Linked DNA regions of Sus scrofa: region 2 is linked to region 1. The links are chromatin contacts, called in public HiChIP or PLAC-seq maps. All regions are on one chromosome and are shown on one strand. Each heading gives the region's core, a stretch centred on a gene start, on an enhancer-like site or on the middle of the called end of the contact. The rest is flanking DNA. Distances are from core to core; before and after follow the strand shown.

Evidence for each region. HiChIP or PLAC-seq counts read pairs in DNA pulled down with a chosen protein or histone mark.
Region 2: a contact with region 1 is called in an H3K27ac HiChIP or PLAC-seq map of alveolar macrophages. The contact joins the promoter of SH3BGRL3 here to the promoter of ZNF593 in region 1. A contact is called at or near these places in 2 of 47 Hi-C or Micro-C datasets (heart right ventricle and liver) and 2 of 2 datasets of contacts at active chromatin or transcription factors (alveolar macrophages and skeletal muscle).

The regions. Positions count from the first base shown.
Region 1 is chr6:83,589,199-83,592,913 of Sscrofa11.1, reverse strand. ZNF593 (zinc finger protein 593) reads right to left here and starts at 2,074. Exons shown (of 3, transcript XM_021095611.1): 1 at 1,733-2,074; 2 at 1,436-1,498; 3 at 1-1,352. The coding sequence starts at 1,932. The coding sequence ends at 1,211.
Region 2 is chr6:83,685,755-83,689,469 of Sscrofa11.1, reverse strand. It overlaps SH3BGRL3 (SH3 domain-binding glutamic acid-rich-like protein 3), which reads right to left and starts at 1,997. Exons shown (of 3, transcript XM_021095627.1): 1 at 1,676-1,997; 2 at 945-1,112; 3 at 394-830. The coding sequence starts at 1,723. The coding sequence ends at 765. It overlaps CEP85 (centrosomal protein of 85 kDa), which reads right to left. Exons shown (of 15, transcript XM_021095615.1): 14 at 1,676-3,715; 15 at 396-830. It overlaps UBXN11 (UBX domain-containing protein 11), which reads left to right. Exons shown (of 13, transcript XR_002344945.1): 13 at 1-761.

The DNA of each region.
Region 1 (3,715 bases), core at 825-3,324:
GATGCTGATCTCTCCTGACAGCTGTTCCTAAGGCTGGCAGGGCGGGCAGGCGGGGGAAGGGACAGATTTAAAGGTCTAGCTGCTCCGCCCCCTGCCAGACCTGGGAAGGCAGGCACTGGTGAGCATCCTCTGAGGGCATGGCTCTCTTGCGTATGAGAGGTCAGGAAACCCTGCGCCCTGATTTCCGCTTCTTGGTACCACAAACGCCACTGGTCTTCATTCCCGCTTCCGCCCCACAGGACACCAGCGACACTAGCAGCACCCACCATGCGATTTCCACGCCTGACCCCTGGCTACTTTCGAGTGCTACAGGTACGTACCCTTAACCAATGGCTTCTGCCATCGACCCCTTACTCCCCCTACCATGGCTGGGTTGACACCCGGCAGCCAGGCTGTCACGTTCCCTGCCGCCTGAGCAGCCGGGGCCTAGATGGGCAATGAAGCGAGAGGGATTGGGGTGGAATCTCCCTGGGGCAGCAGTGGCATCCATATCTCCTTCCCCTAACTCAGCCCCTTTCCACCCCCCACCTTCCCAGAGGTCTCAAATGACCCCTCAGGCGGACCCTCTGTGCATTTCCAGATGCAGATAGCCGGGGAGCTGAAGGCAGAGCCCCGGAGTCCACTGGCTGGGATTGTGGCTGCACTGCTGGCTGTCCTCGGGCTGGGCGGCTCTTGCTATGCAGTCTGGAAGATGGTGGGGCAGCGACGGCCGCCACAGGCCCCATGATGAAGCGGGCAGCCTCCACCTGGGCCCTGGGGGGGTATGTAACTCAGCGACAGCTATAATCTTGGGAGCCTACTTCTTTTCTGGGGATCACTCCCTGCCCTCATTAGAAGCAGGGTTGTTATAAACCTGATCTTACCCAGCCCACACACCTAGGCTCCAATGGGGGGTTTCGGCTCAGATGCCAGGATCCCAGAGGGAAGGTAAGGATACAGGTACCAAAGGTGGATAAAGCCCAAGCAGCCTGGGTCCCATGCACAGGAGTAGTAGAGAAACTTACAGGACATGAGTTTGGAGTAGTGGCCTGGGGGTTAGAGTCAGGGGCAAGCCCCCTTTATCCAGTTATTTTATTGGGAGGGAGGGCACTGGGAAGAGGCCATCCACTCCCCAAACCCCGGGCCAAAACAGACTGGTACAGTCTCTCCCAGACTGGCCCTTGCATCACTGTCCATGGGCAACTCTTCTGCCTTGAATTCTCAGGATCTGTCAAGTAGATGTGTCCATCTCAGGGACATCAGTGGATACTTCTGTGGGCACTGCCAGCCGCTGGGGAGGTACATAGGAACCCATACCCGCTGCCCTCTCTGCCTCTTCCTGACTGTAGGGCTCCACACTCAGCTGCTTCAACCTGGGAAAAAGAACAGGAACTGAGAGCTGACCAGATTCGAGTCCCGCCTGCCCGACACCCATCCATTAATTCTCTTCTTATACCTTTTCTTGTGGTCTTTGGATCGGAAGTGGGTCTTCAGGTTGGCAGAATCGATGAAGTATCTCCTGTAGGGATGGGGGGTAAGGAGAAGTGAGAAGGTGATGCCTCTCAGGTACACCTATCTCCCTGACCCTAGCTCATTTCCCGATGCTAGGCTCCAGGCTTGAAGGGATGGGAGGCCAGCAGACCCATGAATCCCAGGAAAGAAAACCCTGCGTTCCCTAGGGCCCGGATCTCAACACCCCCAGCCCGAAAGGCCGACCCTTCTCCTCCTCAGGCCGCAGCCGGCCGGGACTCACGCGCAGGCCAGACAGCGATGCAGGCCGCCCCCTGGCAGGTCGGGGTCGGGCTCGGCGCCGGGGTCTGGTCGGGTCCTTGTGGCAACCTGGGGCCGCAGCTCGCGGTGAATCTCATCGAGGTCCGGCCGCCGCCGCTTCGCCTTCATCTGGCGGGCCAGGGAGTGCGCTCGGTGTGCGCCGGTTCGGCGAGAGCGACCCATTGCTGGTAACAGCGGGACCAACGGGCCTAGAGCCGAGTTGGGAGGACACGTGTGGGCACTTCCGGACTGTGCAGTGACGCCATGTGACGCCGGGGACTGAGCAGGCTCCGGCGGACCGCCTCTGATGACGTCACTCGCGCGAGCAGCGCCCTTGAGCGCCCTCAGGAGGCCCTCGACGTCAGTGACCGAACTCGGGGCGGGGCTCCGGGAAGCGCGTCCTCTTAGGTCGCTGGAGGGGCGGGTGGTGCGTGCCCTGGGGGCTTCAGGGTGGTCCGCTGCCCTACCCGCCCCGCCTGGCCCATCCTATCTCAGTGCCGTCCTCTGGCCCCATCACCTCTTCCAGGCTCCCAGATCTTAGACTCCGCGTTGGGATGGGGGTGGGGGGGCATGCTACATCTCCCTGGAAGCACTGAACAATGTGATGTTAATGAATTAATAAATGAATGAAAATGAATACGTTTGGGATCGCGGCCCTCGCAGGACTTGCTGAGACATCTCAGGTTCCTGAGAAAGCCTCGGCACTTCTCACCTGTCCCCGGTTTTTCCTATCCTGTGAGTTGTGTGTGTGTGTGTTTACGGCCGCACCCACGGCATATGGAGGTTCCCAGGCGAGGGGTCTAATTGGAGCAGTAGCTGCCGGCCTATGCCAGAGCCACAGCCATGCGGGATCTGAGCTGAGTCTGTGACTTACACCACAGCTCACGGCAATGCAGGATCCTTAACCCAATGAGCGAGGCCAGGGCTTGAACCCGTGTTCTCATGGAAGGCATCCTGTTAGTCTTAAGAGGGGTCAGATCCTCTCACAAGGAAAGGAGGTCCTCACAGAAGGACCTCTCATCTTTGACTACTTTCTCATCTTTTGATGCTTGGCCTGGCATCAAAGGCAGAGAGAGGTACAACCTAGGTGTTGTGTACTCAGAGTGGGAATAGAGCCAGAGAGCCTTTCCCCTCGCATCAGAACCTGGTGCCTTCCAGGTTGACCAGAGGAACTCAGCAATAATTCAGGGGCTCCAGTTCTTTGGAACCTGTAGCCAGGAAACAGGGAGAGAGGCACGTGCATCCCTGGGGAGAGGAATCATTTTCCAGCCCAGACAAAGCAGTGAAATGTAAGCCCAGGGCACTGACCATGGGCCTTGGGACCTCCCATTCCGGTTCACAGAGGCTGAGTGTAGGTATAGGGCAGGGCCCTATTAAGGGCGCAGCTTGTAGGGCTGCAGTCATCGGGGCACCACAGTGGGTCCTGAGCCCAAGGACTTTGTAAATGGACTTCATGAATGGAAGAGGACTTTTCTGGAGCCATTCCAAATGATCAAATTCAAGAACTCCTAGGCCCAGGAAGGAGGCTTCTGTGGAGAGAGAAGTTTTCATCATTCCTGGCCAATATGGGCTAAGACAAGGGGTGAGGTGGCAGAATCTGGCTCTCATCACGGACTCCTTTGGATCAGGTTCATCTGCTGGGCACTGTGCCATCTGGGGAGGCTGGTGCATCTTTAATGAGGTCACCTGATCCCTGGGACAGGTTCTCAGCCTCACCAAGTTCCTGGAGCCAGACCCACTGGGTACCCACTGAGCCACCACCTTCCCGTGCCTGGGTGCCAGGCCCGCTTCCCCTGCAGCCATGAACCAGGCCTTTTGGAAGACCTACAAATCCAAAGTGCTACAGACCCTGAGTGGCGAATCTGAGGAGGACCTGGCAGAGGAGGTGGGTATTGTCCTGTGTGCTAGATGGGGCACGGGCAGAGGGGCAGCATGAGTGAAAGGTGCAAAGAAGGGCAAGGGACAG
Region 2 (3,715 bases), core at 748-3,247, 97 kb before region 1:
CCCCACCCTGGCAGAACTGCAGCTGGGCATCCATTTCCATGACACACCCACACCTAGCTGGTCCACTGGGACACAGGCAGCTGGCCACAAGGCACAGCCATGTTACTGACTGGCATACAAACATGCAGTAGACATGAAGGCACACACGTGTCATGGTCACCATTGTATGCATGTGAACTGGTGCGTGACCCACACTGTCTCTAGAAACCATTGGTCCACACAGGTATGTATGTGCTGGACACATTTCCAACACATGCCTTATCACGCACGCAGGTGCCACACAGAGGACAGCCAATTGACCTGCCCACAGGAGCACAGCCTCAGCACAATCACATCTACCAGCCTTGCTCAGGGCAGGGACCCAGAATGCCCAGGCACACCAAACAGACACAGTGCCAATGGAATGGGACATTTAATTGTTTCTGCGGTGCTCCCAGATGGGGATTGCGGGGCATTTGGCAGAGCCCTGGCTAATGGAACCAGCAAAGGTGCCCATTAGCCAGTGCCAGGCAGGGTGGCAGTCTCAGGACCTGGCTGACAACAGCCAGCACTTGGGCTGTTAATTTCCGAGACTAGTGGGTAAGGAATGTTGCCTTCGAATGGAGGAGGGGGCTACAGTTAGGAGAGGGGAGAAAGGTCATGGGTTAGGGGGAGGGGCTCCAAGGTCAGAAGGTTAAGAATACCAGGCGGTTGGTCACAAGGTCCTTCGTGGCTGGGTGATTGCTAAGGGGAATGTGGTGACGGAGTCCGGGCGCTGGCTTGGTTCAGGACAGTTTCAGGAACTCCTGCAGTGTGTTTTGTTCCACAGCCTCCACGAAGAGCTCATAGTCCTGGGGGAGGGGAGGAGAGGAGGTCACCTGTGTCCTAGTATTTTGTCTCAGGTCTGACTCTGGCTGGCAGTCCTCTTACAACATTCCCTTCACCCCCAACCCCTGGGCCCGTACCCCACAGTACTGGTCCCCGTTGACAATCTGGGGTGGGGTGGCCTTGGGGTTGCCCGCCAAGGCTCGCATCTCATCCCGCAGGGCGTTGTCCTGGGAGATGTCCACTAGTTGGTACTGGATGCGCTTCCCATCCAGGATGCGGGTCACCTCGCTCTGCTGGGACTTGATCTGGGGGCAGAGGGCGGGCAAAGGTTAGTGAACAATCTGGAGGTTTTGGGACAGTGGCCAGGAGCTTTTGTTTTCTTGTCCCCCTCCATACCCTAGGGGAGGGCTCTGGCCATTAGGAGTTGGGAGGATGAGTCAGGCTTGTGGTGGTGTGGGATGAGAGAGGGACCACCAACCGTGGGGAGGAGAGTCAGAATGAAGCTAAGTGGGATAAATTCAGGGTGGGGAAGCCAGGAGCTCAGCAAGAAGAAAGCAAGGCATGCCTGAGTGGAGGCTGGTAAGGGGCCACCCCGGCCCCAGGTACACACATAGTGGAGAGGGAGGGCAAGATGAGGACATGGTCAAGGATCAGCCTGGTAGTGGGGGTGCAGAGGACCCAGGAGGCCGGAAGGAGGTGTTCAGTGTTCAGGAAGGGGCCGCGAAGCCTGCCCCCGCAACCCGACTTAGGAGGCCTTGCCCAGCACCTCGCCTCCCCCGCCCTGGGGGCGGGTCCCAGGCGCTGGTCCCGAGCACCAGGACCGCCGCCCGCGCTCTCCCCCAGCGCCGGGCCCACGGCGCGCACTTACTTCGCGGGAGCCGGTGACCGACGTGCTGTAGACGCGCAGGCCGCTCATGCTGCGGGTGGACCGACAGGCCGAGAGACAGGCAGACGGGTAGCGGTAGCAGCAGCTGCACGGCCTGGAGACGAGGCCGCCGCGCTCGGGAGCGGTTTCCTTCCTGCTCAGCCCGCGAGTCACCGCTCTCAGGACCAATGGGCGGCGCAGACAAGCGCGCGGCTGGGGCGGGGCCTGCGCGACCCCGCCCCGCGCACCAGCGGGCCCCTTCCCCTCCCCTTCGGGGTCCCAGAGCGCGGAGGACCCCAGCCCCACGCAGGGCCGTCCCCTCCACTCCTCCCGGTTCTAGGGCTCACAGTGTGAGGCTGCGGATCAACCTGACAGTAGGGTGGGGCAGGGGCAAGGGTTTGGCAAAGGCCTCCTCCTCCGCCTCGCCCGCATTTGCTGCACCCAAGTAGCCACCCCGTGCCACGACAGCGCTGCTCAGGTCCGGGCTTTGAAGTCTCAGCTGTTTTCAAACCTAAAACTCTCCAGCTAGAGGCCTCACCCCAAGGGACCACCGCCCCATTCCCCCAGGGGCCACCCACACAGAGCTAACCCAGCAGGCACACCACAGCAGGGACAGCCCTTGCTTAGACATTTTCCCCAAAGTTCCTCTCTGCTCAGATAGGCAGGTTTAGACGGGTGTAGCAGCAGATGGGGCCACACCCTCAAGGAGCCAGACGGAGATCAAGGTAAGAAAGAGGCTTCTACTTCTGGACTGGGTGGAGGCAGAGGTTGGTGTCAGGACTCCTAAGTCTGGGACCTTGTTAAAGACCCACAGTTGGTCTTGGGGTGGCCCCAGCTTCACCCCAACTCCTTGCTGTAGGTGGTACTTCAAAACTCCAACTCCCAGCAAAATGCAGGGAGTTCAGAAGGAGCAACCAGCCCCACTGGGGTGACTCAGCCATCTGTCTGGGGTTGGACATGACTCCACTCTGAAGTCCTCCCAGGTCCAGGGCTCTGAGAATAACCCAGGAAGACAACCCTAGCTCCTTGAGGCAAACACAGTGCCACTTCCTCAGAGCGACCCACAGGCAGCAGACTTCCTCCTCAGAGGATTACTGAAACTCAATGACAAACTTGCTTCAACTCAGGGCAGCTTCACCCAATCAGAAGTGCCATGGGGAAAGATCTCATCTGTCCCCACAGAATGAAAGAGGAGCAGAAGCAGTAGAGATACAGACACGAGAGGCTTGATCTGCCAAAGTTGCCTCCTTGCTGCTGTTTGGAGAACTTGGCTAAAACCCCATGCTTTGGCTCCAACAAGCCAAAGTAAGGGGTGGAGTACGAGATGATGGTAATAGAAGGCGATGGAAAACTGAGGACTTTGTTAAATTTTTATTTTGTAATCAAAATAGGCAATACAAACCAGTTGACATAACAAGGGTTCATATAAATAACTGCTTATAAATTCTGAGGAAAAATACCCGTGAGCATGGTGGCTGGGCTCCCAATACAGGGTGGAGGCCAATCAGGCAGCTCTGCTTTTAGGAGGCAGAAGTCCAGAGACGGCTGGGTGGGGCTGCTCTAAATGGAAGGGATAAGTCACTCCATAAATAAAACACAAACTTGTAAAAACATTTAAGAAGGGTCTCATTCAGGCCCAGGAGTGAGGTCCAGGACGCTGCCCCGCCAGCCCAAAGCCCAGCAAGAATCCACTGGCTAGATCTGAACTCCTGAACAACTCAGTGCCACCCCACCCACCTATGGCTCTGGCTTGGCCTGGTTCCAGATCTAAAGGAGGCCTGGGGCTGGCCCAACAACCAGATACAAACAACTGCAAGATGCTCCCTCAATGAGGAGGCAAGAGAAATCAGAAAGCAGAGGGTCCAAAGACCCCAGAAAAACGAACAACAAAAAACACTGAAAGCTGTACCTTAAAGCTGACCTGTACTGGGTACTCTGAACTCTCAAGGAGCCCAGAACAGGAAAGGACCCCCATCCCCAAACACAACAGAGGCACAAATCAGAAGGCTGGGCACCGCACCCAGCCCTAGGGGGAGGGGGTAA